2 separate regions of the Mus musculus genome follow, and region 1 is linked to region 2. A link is a contact called in public HiChIP or PLAC-seq data. All regions are on one chromosome and are shown on one strand. Each heading gives the region's core, a stretch centred on a gene start, on an enhancer-like site or on the middle of the called end of the contact. The rest is flanking DNA. Distances are from core to core; before and after follow the strand shown.

The links. HiChIP or PLAC-seq counts read pairs in DNA pulled down with a chosen protein or histone mark.
Region 1: a contact with region 2 is called in an H3K4me3 HiChIP or PLAC-seq map of bone marrow-derived macrophages, with 3 times the contacts expected there. The contact joins the promoter of Mlkl here to the enhancer-like site in region 2. A contact is called at or near these places in 8 of 39 promoter capture datasets (the 3T3-L1 cell line, the HPC-7 cell line, cranial neural crest and 3 more), 2 of 115 datasets of contacts at active chromatin or transcription factors (bone marrow-derived macrophages and embryonic stem cells) and 2 of 9 other capture datasets (adipose tissue and pancreatic islet).

What each region holds. Positions count from the first base shown.
Region 1 is chr8:111,336,670-111,341,339 of GRCm38.p6, forward strand. It overlaps Mlkl (mixed lineage kinase domain-like), which reads right to left and starts at 1,536. Exons shown (of 11, transcript NM_029005.3): 1 at 1,155-1,536.
Region 2 is chr8:111,179,357-111,184,489 of GRCm38.p6, forward strand. Glg1 (golgi apparatus protein 1) reads right to left here. Exons shown (of 26, transcript NM_009149.3): 9 at 3,175-3,296; 10 at 1,579-1,680. Among named protein-coding and RNA genes, the nearest start is that of 9430091E24Rik, 36 kb to the left of the region's middle. Within about 2 kb of position 2,960, at least 6 of the 459 cell types and tissues checked have an H3K27ac peak or open chromatin away from gene starts, as enhancers often do. A contact at or near this core is called in bone marrow-derived macrophages, where this site is marked.

The DNA.
Region 1 (4,670 bases), core at 286-2,785, 160 kb after region 2:
AGATCAGATCACAACATGGAGAAAATAACTCCCTGAAATTCCAATCTGCCTTTAAAACATAAGTAAAAAAGTAAAACCAAGGACTGGAGAGATGGCTCAGCGGTTAAGAGCACTGATTGCCCTTCTGGAGGGCCCGAGTTCAATTCCCAGAAACCACACGGTGGCTCACATCCATCTGTAATGGGATCTGATGCCCTCTTCTGGTGTGTCTGAGGATAGCAACAGTGTACTCACATAAAACAAATTAAATAAATCTAAATCTTACCAAAAAAAAAAAAAAAAAAGTGAAAAAGCAGCCAAACTGAAATCAAGCATGTGAGTAATTAGTTTTCCTTGTCCCCAGGATTCCTGGGCAGGAGGCACAGGCATTAATGTCAGAGTACTCTTTAATGGCTGAGCCATCTCTCTAGCCTGTCAGGACGCTCTTAGAGAAAAATCAATGGATCTCGGGGCCCAGCCATTCCCAGATGGTGAGCCCAAGTCGTCAAGGCTCTTTCTTGGATGTCTGAGAGCAAAGGAGAAAAATCTGGAAGCACTACTAAATATATTAATTACTCATATCCTCCCCCCCCCCCCCAGCCTGGACTATACAGTGAGTTCCAGGCCAGCCAGAGCTACACAGTGAGATCCTGTTTCGATAAACAAATAAATAAATAGTCTAAAAAAAATCAGATGCCCTTTAAAAAAAAAACTTTACGTTAGATTATTCGTGAAATGGGCCCCAGAAAAGGAAGAGGGCGTTCATAGTTAAGAACTGGAATCCCGCTGAGTAATGGTGGAGCATACATGCCCTTAGTCTCAGCACTTGGCAATCAAGAGGCAGGCAGATCTCTGAGATCATGTCCGGCCTGGTCTACGGAACAAGTTCCAAGTTCCAGTGCAGCCTGAGCCACCCAGAGAAACCCTGTCCTGAGTCCCCGCTTCCCCCACCCCTACCCCAAACCCCCGTAATCGTCTGTGCTGGAAATTAATTGTCCTACTGACTACCCATCTACTCTACGACTTGGGCACCTCGGGGCGGGTCCCCAGTCCCCACCTTTTGCCTTTCCTCGAATGCCATTCCTCGATCTCCATCCTCCTTGGGCAAAAAAAGGTCAGCAGAGATCTCAGCAGAATAACAGCCCAATTTAGTTAGGGAATCGAAACCAACTCACCCTAAGTTCCAGGAAGTCCAATCTGTGATTCTGGGATTCTCCTGCTTCCTCCTGCCGCGCTACAGCTCACTGGATTCTACGTGATCTCCGAGGGGCGCTCGTCCGGTCTATCCTGCGCTCAGTTCCTGTAGGATCATCAGTCTCCCGCCGCTCCCGGACCGCGGTCTTCTGCCTCGTTGACAATGCACGCCAGGTCGGAGCAGGTCCCCGGTGTCCTGAGTCCCCTCCCTTGGTGCAACCTTAAAGCTCTCGCCTCTCGGAGGAACTCCGCACCAGCCGCGGTTCCCGCCTAAAGTCAAATTTGGGCCAACGCAGCAATGCTCCAGCAGAGTCCTCAAAACCAACCTGTCCGACAGCTATTTCTGTCCAGAGTTCTGCTCCGGAAGCCGCGGCCAGTTTGACACGCCTTCCCCCGGCTTTCTACTCCTACTGGAGATATGCCAGCTTCCCACACCCGCTCTCTGGACAGCTCCCAGTTGAAGCCCCTAGTTGGCTGATTCTTTCCCCAAATCCATTAAATAGTTACTCTTCCCAGGTTCTCTGTTTGAGGTCTTGAATTTGGGGGTTGAGAAAATAAGGTTGCAGAGAGCCCTGATAGCCAGTGTAAGGGATAGCCTGGAACTTCAGCATAATTAAAAAAAAAAAAAAAGAAAGAAAAAGAAAAAGAAAACGAAAGTGAGGCGGATGTCCTGAGTCATTTTCCTCTCTCGAGGCAAAAGGCCTTGTCCTCTGACTTCAACGTGTGCACTGGCCCTGGCACGCAAACGCATGCATACCACACCGGTAAATACATAAAAATGGAGGTAACCCGTAGAAGTGCTGAGGCGGTTCCTTTAGCTGCTTTGTGTTGAATAATCCTGGGGCAGGGGATGGAGAGTAATGGAGGAAGTTTAAGGGAGTGTGAAGTTACCCAAGTAGGGGTCAGTTCCTTTTTTTCCCCTTCTAAGGTCATCTCCAAACTTTGTTATTTTTCAAGATGAGTTTATTATTTGTCAGTTATACCCCCAGTTAGCTAGTATAAGAAATAACCTTTCATTAGCTAGTTGGTGGTGGCACAGACCTTGAGTCCCAGCACTCAGGATCTCTGTGAGTTCGAGGCCAACCTAGTTTACAAATCCAGTTCCAAGAGCGCTAAAGCTCTACACACACACACACACACACACACACACACACACACACTCAGATATATGTTGAGATATATATCTCAAAAATAAAACTAAAACAAAATTTAAAAAGAGGAAGGAAAGAAAGAAGAAAATGCCGTTGGCTGACTCATGCTATATAGCTGGGAAAGAATAGAAATAAATTGTATGGGGAGACATTTTACTTTGAGGCAACATAGTTCAGGGATGTCTGGGGGGCTTAGTTTACCTGTTTTCTCACTTCTTTTCTTTATTAAAGATTTATTTATTTTATATTATGTGAGTACACTGTCATTGTCTTCAGACATACCAGAAGAGGGCATCAGAACCCATTACAGATGGTTGTGAGCCACCATGTGGTTGCTGGGACTTGAACTCATAACCTGTGGAAGAGCAGTCAGTGCTCTTAACCACTGAGCCATTGCACCTGCTCCATTTTCTCTCTCTCTCTTTTTTTTTTTTTTTTGCCCTTTCTCCCCACAGACATTCCCCACAAGATCTCATGTAGCCCAGGCTGGCATGGAATTCACTGTGTAGCCAAGAGTGTTCTTAGACTGTTGGTCCTCCAGCCTCCCCTCCTTCATCCTGGGATAACAGAAGTGCACCACCACACTTCTTTTCTGTGGTGCTGTGGATTGAACCCAGGATTCTGTGTTTGCTAGGCAAGTTCCCTATCACCGAGCCAGCCCCCTCTTTGTTTTGTGACAATGTCTCTCTAAGTTACCTGAGGAGGTCTTGAACTTTTGTGATCCCTGCTTTCTTAGCCTCCCATGTGGCTGGAATAACAGACTCGGGCCATCAGGCCCACTTTGTAATTGTTCTCCCTTGTCAGTTGTCTTAGGTCTAGAGATTTATGTATGTGCCTGCCTTAGTTAGGGTTTTACTGCTGTGAACAGGCACCATGACCAAGGCAACTGTTATAAAGACATTTAAGTGGGGCTGGCTTACAGGTTCAGAGGTTCAGTCCATTATTATCAAGGCTGGAACATGGCATCATGCAGGCAGGCATGGTGCAGGAGGAAATGAGAGTTCTACATCTTCATCTGAAGGCTGTTAGCAGAGTACTGACTTCCTAGCAGCTAGGACTAGGGTATTATAGCCCACTCCCACTGTGACACACCTACTCCAACAAGGCTACCACTCCTAATAGTGCCACTCCCTGGCCTAAGCATTTACAAACCATCACAGAGATGATATATTGTGAGTCAACTCTCCTGGCAAAGGCAGAGGAGGGAAAATCTGGGAAATGTGTGACTCCAGGGCCAGCGAGATGGCTCAGCAGGTAAAAGTGCATGCCTCTAAGTGAGAGTTCACCTGGGACTCACACAGTGAACGAAAGGAGAGAGAAAAAAATGTCCTGCAAGGTGCCCTCTGACCATACTCTCACCATGGACATATGCTTACACACATGCACAAATTAACGACAAAGAAAGATGTAGTCTTCATAGAAACTTACTAGATTCATGGGGTAGTCAGCCAGATTCCATGGGGGAGAGGTCAGCACTTGAAGTTCTAGGTCAGAAGGCAGCCTCCACTCTGCTCAAGGCCATGGTCAGAAGAAGTGGGTAATTGTGTGAACTCTCACCAGTCAACCATAACAGTAGCAGAACTGGGCTCACTGACCTGCTAGAGCTGGAAGCATCCGGTGTGAAAGCTTTTGTAGTGGATTTACTAGCATCCCACCATCAATGTGCACGAGACCCATTTTCTCTGAATCCTCGCCAGAGCCTTGTTCTCTTGCTGTTGTTTTTTCATTATTAAAAGCTATTTAAATAGTGTGTGGATATCTCAAAGTGACTTTAATTGGCATTTTCTTGTTGACCAATGATGCTAAATATCTTTCATGGGTTCTTTGCCATAAGTAATTGCTTCTTTGATGAATGTCTGTATCTTCTGTTATTTTTTATTGACAAATCTTGAGAGTATATGTATTACAAATTCCTTGTTCAATATTTGGTATCCAAATGGCAAAGGAATAACAACTAAGGACAAACCGGCTGCAACCCGTCTATAAAAATTAACCCCAAAGGATTGTAGATCTAAATGTAAAACAGAACTAATAACAGTTTTAGAAAATGGTGTGAAATAAGCAGAATTAAATATAGAAATCTTTTCTTACTGAGAAAATTCTTGAAACATTTTAAGTGAGTATGATCAGATGGGTGTGTTGTGTGTGTATGTGTGTGTGTGTTTTTGTGTGTATATGTGTGTCTATGTGTGTGGTTGTCTTATGTGTGTGTGTGTGTGTTTATGTGTCTGTGTCTGTGTTCATGTGTGCTCATGTGTTTATGTGTGTATGTATGTGTTTATGTGTGTGTATGCATGTATGTGTGTGTGCACCCTCATGTGTCTGTGTGTTTGTGTGTGCACACTC
Region 2 (5,133 bases), core at 1,710-4,209:
CCTAGGCAATTCACAATGCAATGCAACCCTATCTGATATACCAGCTTCAACAAGATTAGAAAATGACAGGAACTAGTCTCCTACTCAGAACACTCAACAACAAAACTAATTTATCTATCTTCTTATGGAAGATAAAGCAGTGGTTTCTTCAATTAACCTGAAAATTGCTCATCAAGTTATAAAGCATTTCATTCCGAATCATCTGTGGACATGATGATGTACCGAACCTGCTTGTTTCTCTAAATCAGACTGAGGAACGTCTGATTCTTCTGTTCACATTCCATTGTAAACTGTAGGAGACCTATTTAATGGAAGGAGAGACGCTAATATTAAGCTTTTATGAGATTATGAAGCACATTTTGATCACAGGAGAAAGAGTAAGGGGGGAGGAGAAATCACTGCCTTGATTGGGGAGAAGTGCAGTAAACTCAAGTTATCTCAGTTCAGATAGCTTGAGGAAGCTCAGAAAAGCAATCACCCAGTTTCCTTTGATCCCTTTCCATACCTATTTATTTGTTTGAAACTTGGTCTTGCTATGTTGTTAAGGGCTGCCTTGAACTTGCAATATTCTGCTCTAGCCCTCATTATACACATATGCACTCATATGTCATAGTGCCTGACCTTCCAGACTAATCCATAAAAACACATCAAACCTCAAGTAACCTTTTTCCATTGACACATGTCAATAAAATATAAATTAATCATCAAAAAAGAGTAAAGGTCATAGGATATTGACGTAAATTAGTTAAAGAGGAAGCAGCTTATGGGAAGTAGAGGCAGCAGTGGAACCCAGTGTCAGCAGCACTAGATGGAAAAGAACAGTCCAGAAAGAGTACAGAAGAGGAGGAGGTAACACAGCCAATAAATAACAGTGACTCTGACTAAGAGCACGCTCCTAGTTCATCCTTTCTTTAGACAATCAAGCTGTCATTTGTGCAACGTTATCCTTTTAGAGTCAAAGCTGAAGATGCTCTTGCTATCTGTACAAGTACCAGGGCTGTTTCTCAATAGATATTTGTGTTATTAGAAACTGTTTTGAGTCCAGCATCCAAAGTAGTGGTGAACAGGGATGCTTGGTACAGGCTGGTAGTGGGTTGACTCTGCTTTTAGATACTGCTCTAGGAGCAGTAAGAATAGGTTTTCTGAGGGTTGGAGATAGTTAGCTATCCAAGAATTTAAAAAGAATGTGTTAATTTGTTACTTATTATCATAAACTATAAAAGTGGGGTGTGGGGACACAGCTTAGTAGAGGAGTGTACACTCTACAGTATAAAGCCCTGGGTTTAAACCTCATGTGGACTGCTGAGATGGTTCAGTGGATAAAGCACTTTATGGTTTAAGCCTGGTGACCCTAGTTTGATTCTCAGAACCTATTTAAGAGTGGAGGCAAGAGAACAGACTCTATAAAGTTGTTCTCTGACTCTCAACTGCTCGCTGAGGCAAACAGACACATAGCATGCATATGTACACACTGATAAACTATTAACTTCTTCCCCATACACACACCCATTCTTTTGATATTGACCACACAAGGGAACAGAATGAGGCAGTGCCTTCCACTATTTTTAAAATACTCACTTCCAATCCCGAGAGATAAAATACTGTAGCTCTAAGAGCCGGTGTTCACAGTCTTCCACCATCTTCTCTGTGTATAAATGCTCCATCAGACATGAGAGAATCCTGGTCATTAAAGAGGTAGATTGTAATGAAGAAGTGTTTTGACGACAGGCTTCTAAAATCATTTCAATACGCATTCCCCAGGGTGACATGATTGAGAATCACACAAATTAACTGATCTTGTCAGTAATTATTTCTTCTACCAGTTTAAAGCCATTTTGGACTTCAAACTCTGCATATGTAAGACCTATGTAGCAGCTTTATTTTTATTTAGTATGAAAACATTCCAACATATGCAAGAGTAGAGAATAGTGTACAGGCCACTTCTGTTCTCCAGAGCTTTGGTGATCCTGCAACTAAATGTGTTTTAACTCAGTGTCTTCTGCTGATATTTGAAGCATAGCTCAGTAAATACTTCAGTCTATTTCTCTAAAATTTGAGATCACTGTCATATCAATAACAACAATAAAAAGGTAAACACATCATATAAAATAAACACCTAGGGCAGGCAGTGGTGACACAGGCCTTTAATCCTAGCACTTAGAAAACATGCAGGAGGATCTCCATCAAGTTCGAGGCCAGCCTGGTCTATAGTTCGAGTGGCAGGACAGCCAGGGCTATACAGAGAAACTGTCTCAAAAAACAAACAAAGCAAGCAAGAAAGCAAGCAAACATAACCTTGTTGCCCCACATCTTAAATATTTTCAACTATCTCATGTCTTTTAAAATATTTGTTCAAATCAAAACCCAGCAAAGCGCCACATATCATATTTAATTAAAGATGCTGGGGATGGAGAGATGTGTTAGTGTTTAAGAGCACAGATTGTTCATCAACAGGATTCAACTCAATTCCCAGCACCCCCATAACTGTTCTGGTTACAGGAAATCTGACACCATTTTCTGACTACTGTGTGTTACCAGGCAAGCAAGTAGTACATAGACATGCATGCAGGGAAAACACCCATAAATGTAAAATGAATCTCCTTCCCTTCCCCTGTCCCTCTTCTGGTTGCCATGGCTACTATACTATAAACATTCTATCTATGCTCATCTACATCTATACATCATCTAAACACAAAAACTGTAAGATGCTAGGTGTAGTGCACACCTTTTATCTCAGCACTTGGGAGGCAGAGGCAGGCAGGTCTCTGAGTTTGAGTTACAGGACAGCCAGGGTTCACAGAGAAACCAAGTCTCGGAAAACAAACAAACAAACAAACAAACAAACAAGCAAGCATGAGACAGTCACAGTGCCAAGTGTTTCACTTTATCCTGATGCCCTGAGAGTCTCTGAATTACAGGAAGTTACTCAATGACTAATAGGTCCTATATGCCCAGTCACTGTCAACAACTGCCATCATAGTTCTGGGTCTGAGTGTCTCTATATCATGGGTAAGGCAGATCAGAAGTCTCAGTCTCAATATTAGTTTTAGCAAAAGTTTGGTGTGTGTCCATGTTCAACAAAATGTTAGTCAAGATATTACACTACTCAAAAGCCACTCGAGGGGAATGTTCTCTGTGTTGGCAAATAAAACACAATATGGAGAGTGAACCTACATTGGGTCTCCGGATCGTATGTGTTTGCAGGCTGTCTGTATTACAGACTCACAAGCTTCATTCAAAGCTCGATCAATGCGGTAGTCTGCACCAGGGTCAGTCTCCTGAATCAGTGTCTGAAGCTGGATTGAGGGAAAAAAAGGTAGTTTAGGCACAGAGAAGAGCAATGTCACCCAGCAGATGCTCAGTCCAACCATCATAACACAACCCAAACAAACATCTACAGATGTTACTAGCTATGTTGGAAAACACTGTTGTAACATTTTCCAATTTTTTTCTCCATTTTCCACTTGCCCTGGGTTTTCTGTTGAAGTCATTGTGGAACTTGAAGATTTACTTGGTCATCTGCAAAACAAGTCTGAAAAACATGGCTATGCAAGTTCACTCCAAAGGAAGCCAGAGTTGAAACAAGTAAAAGAAAAGACATCTCAATTAGAGAACAATTTGATCCTAAAAAGGCTGTAAATGTTGCTGCAATGACATCGGTGTCATAACAAGCATACTATGTTTTATTAAGGTAGATGTGAGAGATTTCAATTAACTCATAGCTGGAATTAGAAAACAAGACTGTGCTGGACAGTGGTAGCTCACAACTTAAATCCCAGCACTCTGGAGGCAGCAGCAGGAAGATTTCTGAGTTCAAAGGCCAACCTGATCTACAGAGGAGTTCCAGCCAGGGCGGGTACACCGAGAAATCCTATCCTAAAAAGCAGACTGACAGACTCAAGAACAAAAACGAGAAAAGAAAAGAATGCTTACAAGTTATTACCTTTTACCTACTATATTTATACCACAAGCATTAGCACAGAATGCTTGCTGTAAAATACCTAAGAATAAAAGTGCACTCTTCCCATCTACTTGCACTTGGCCCATCCCTTACTGGAGATAAAGGCAGGAAACAGGGGCCTCAGAGTGGAGGACTGAAGAGACTATGGATCAGAAGACCAAGTGCAAGTCCTGGTCTGTTCTGTGCTACCTGAGCTGTGAGAGTTGGACAGTCTCATGTGCCACTGAGTTTTTTACTCCCTCCCTCTTTTTTATTTTTATTTTTATTTTATGTGTACAAGTGTTTTGCCCACATGTATGTCTGTCTAACCTGTGCACATACAGTGCCTGTGGAGGCCAGCAGAAGGCATCAGGTTCCTTGGGACTGGAGCTACAGATGTTTTTAGTTATATGAGAATGCTGGGAACTCAACTCAGACTCTCTGGTAGAGCCACCAGTACGAATTTTAACCCCAGAACCATCTCTCCAGCTCCAAATTTTAGTTCTTTCAATTACAGATTTTAAGAAATGGCCAAGTGTGGTGATGTATGTCTTTAATCACAGCACTCAGGACGTAGAGACAGGTGAGTTCAAGGCCAGCCTGGTTTAGAGTTCCAAGACAGCTACACAGTGATATTGTATCCGAGAACGGATAGACAGACAGATGTTGATACCACATGAAACAAAGTAAGGTCAACTGCAAAGCATTTTATAGATAGAAGATCACTATTACCACAGATGGGTAGCAGATGGGGCTGTGGAGTGGGAATCTTAAATAGAGAAAGAAAAATAGAAATTACAACCCTTACTGTTTTAATTTCTTTTCTTTTTTTTTTCTCCATCCTTAAGAATTAGATACTTCAGCACGGGAGGTGGGGGCATGGGTGGGGGGGAAGAGGAGGGGAATGTGCCTTTAATCCCAGCACTCAGGAGGCAAGGCTGTTGAATCACTGAGTTCCAGGTTAGCCTGGTCTACAGAGTGAGTTTTGGGACAGCCTGAGCCACACAGAGAAACCCCGTTTTAACAAATAAACAAACAAACAAACACGTTTAGACATGCTCTGTGTCACTGGTTTACCCTTTCTTGGAGCCTTTTCTGATCTGTACACATCTGACCTGGGATCCCACAATGGTTCATAACAAAGCTCTGGCCCCTTTACATACATACAGATTTTAGATAAAATAAAGATCCCA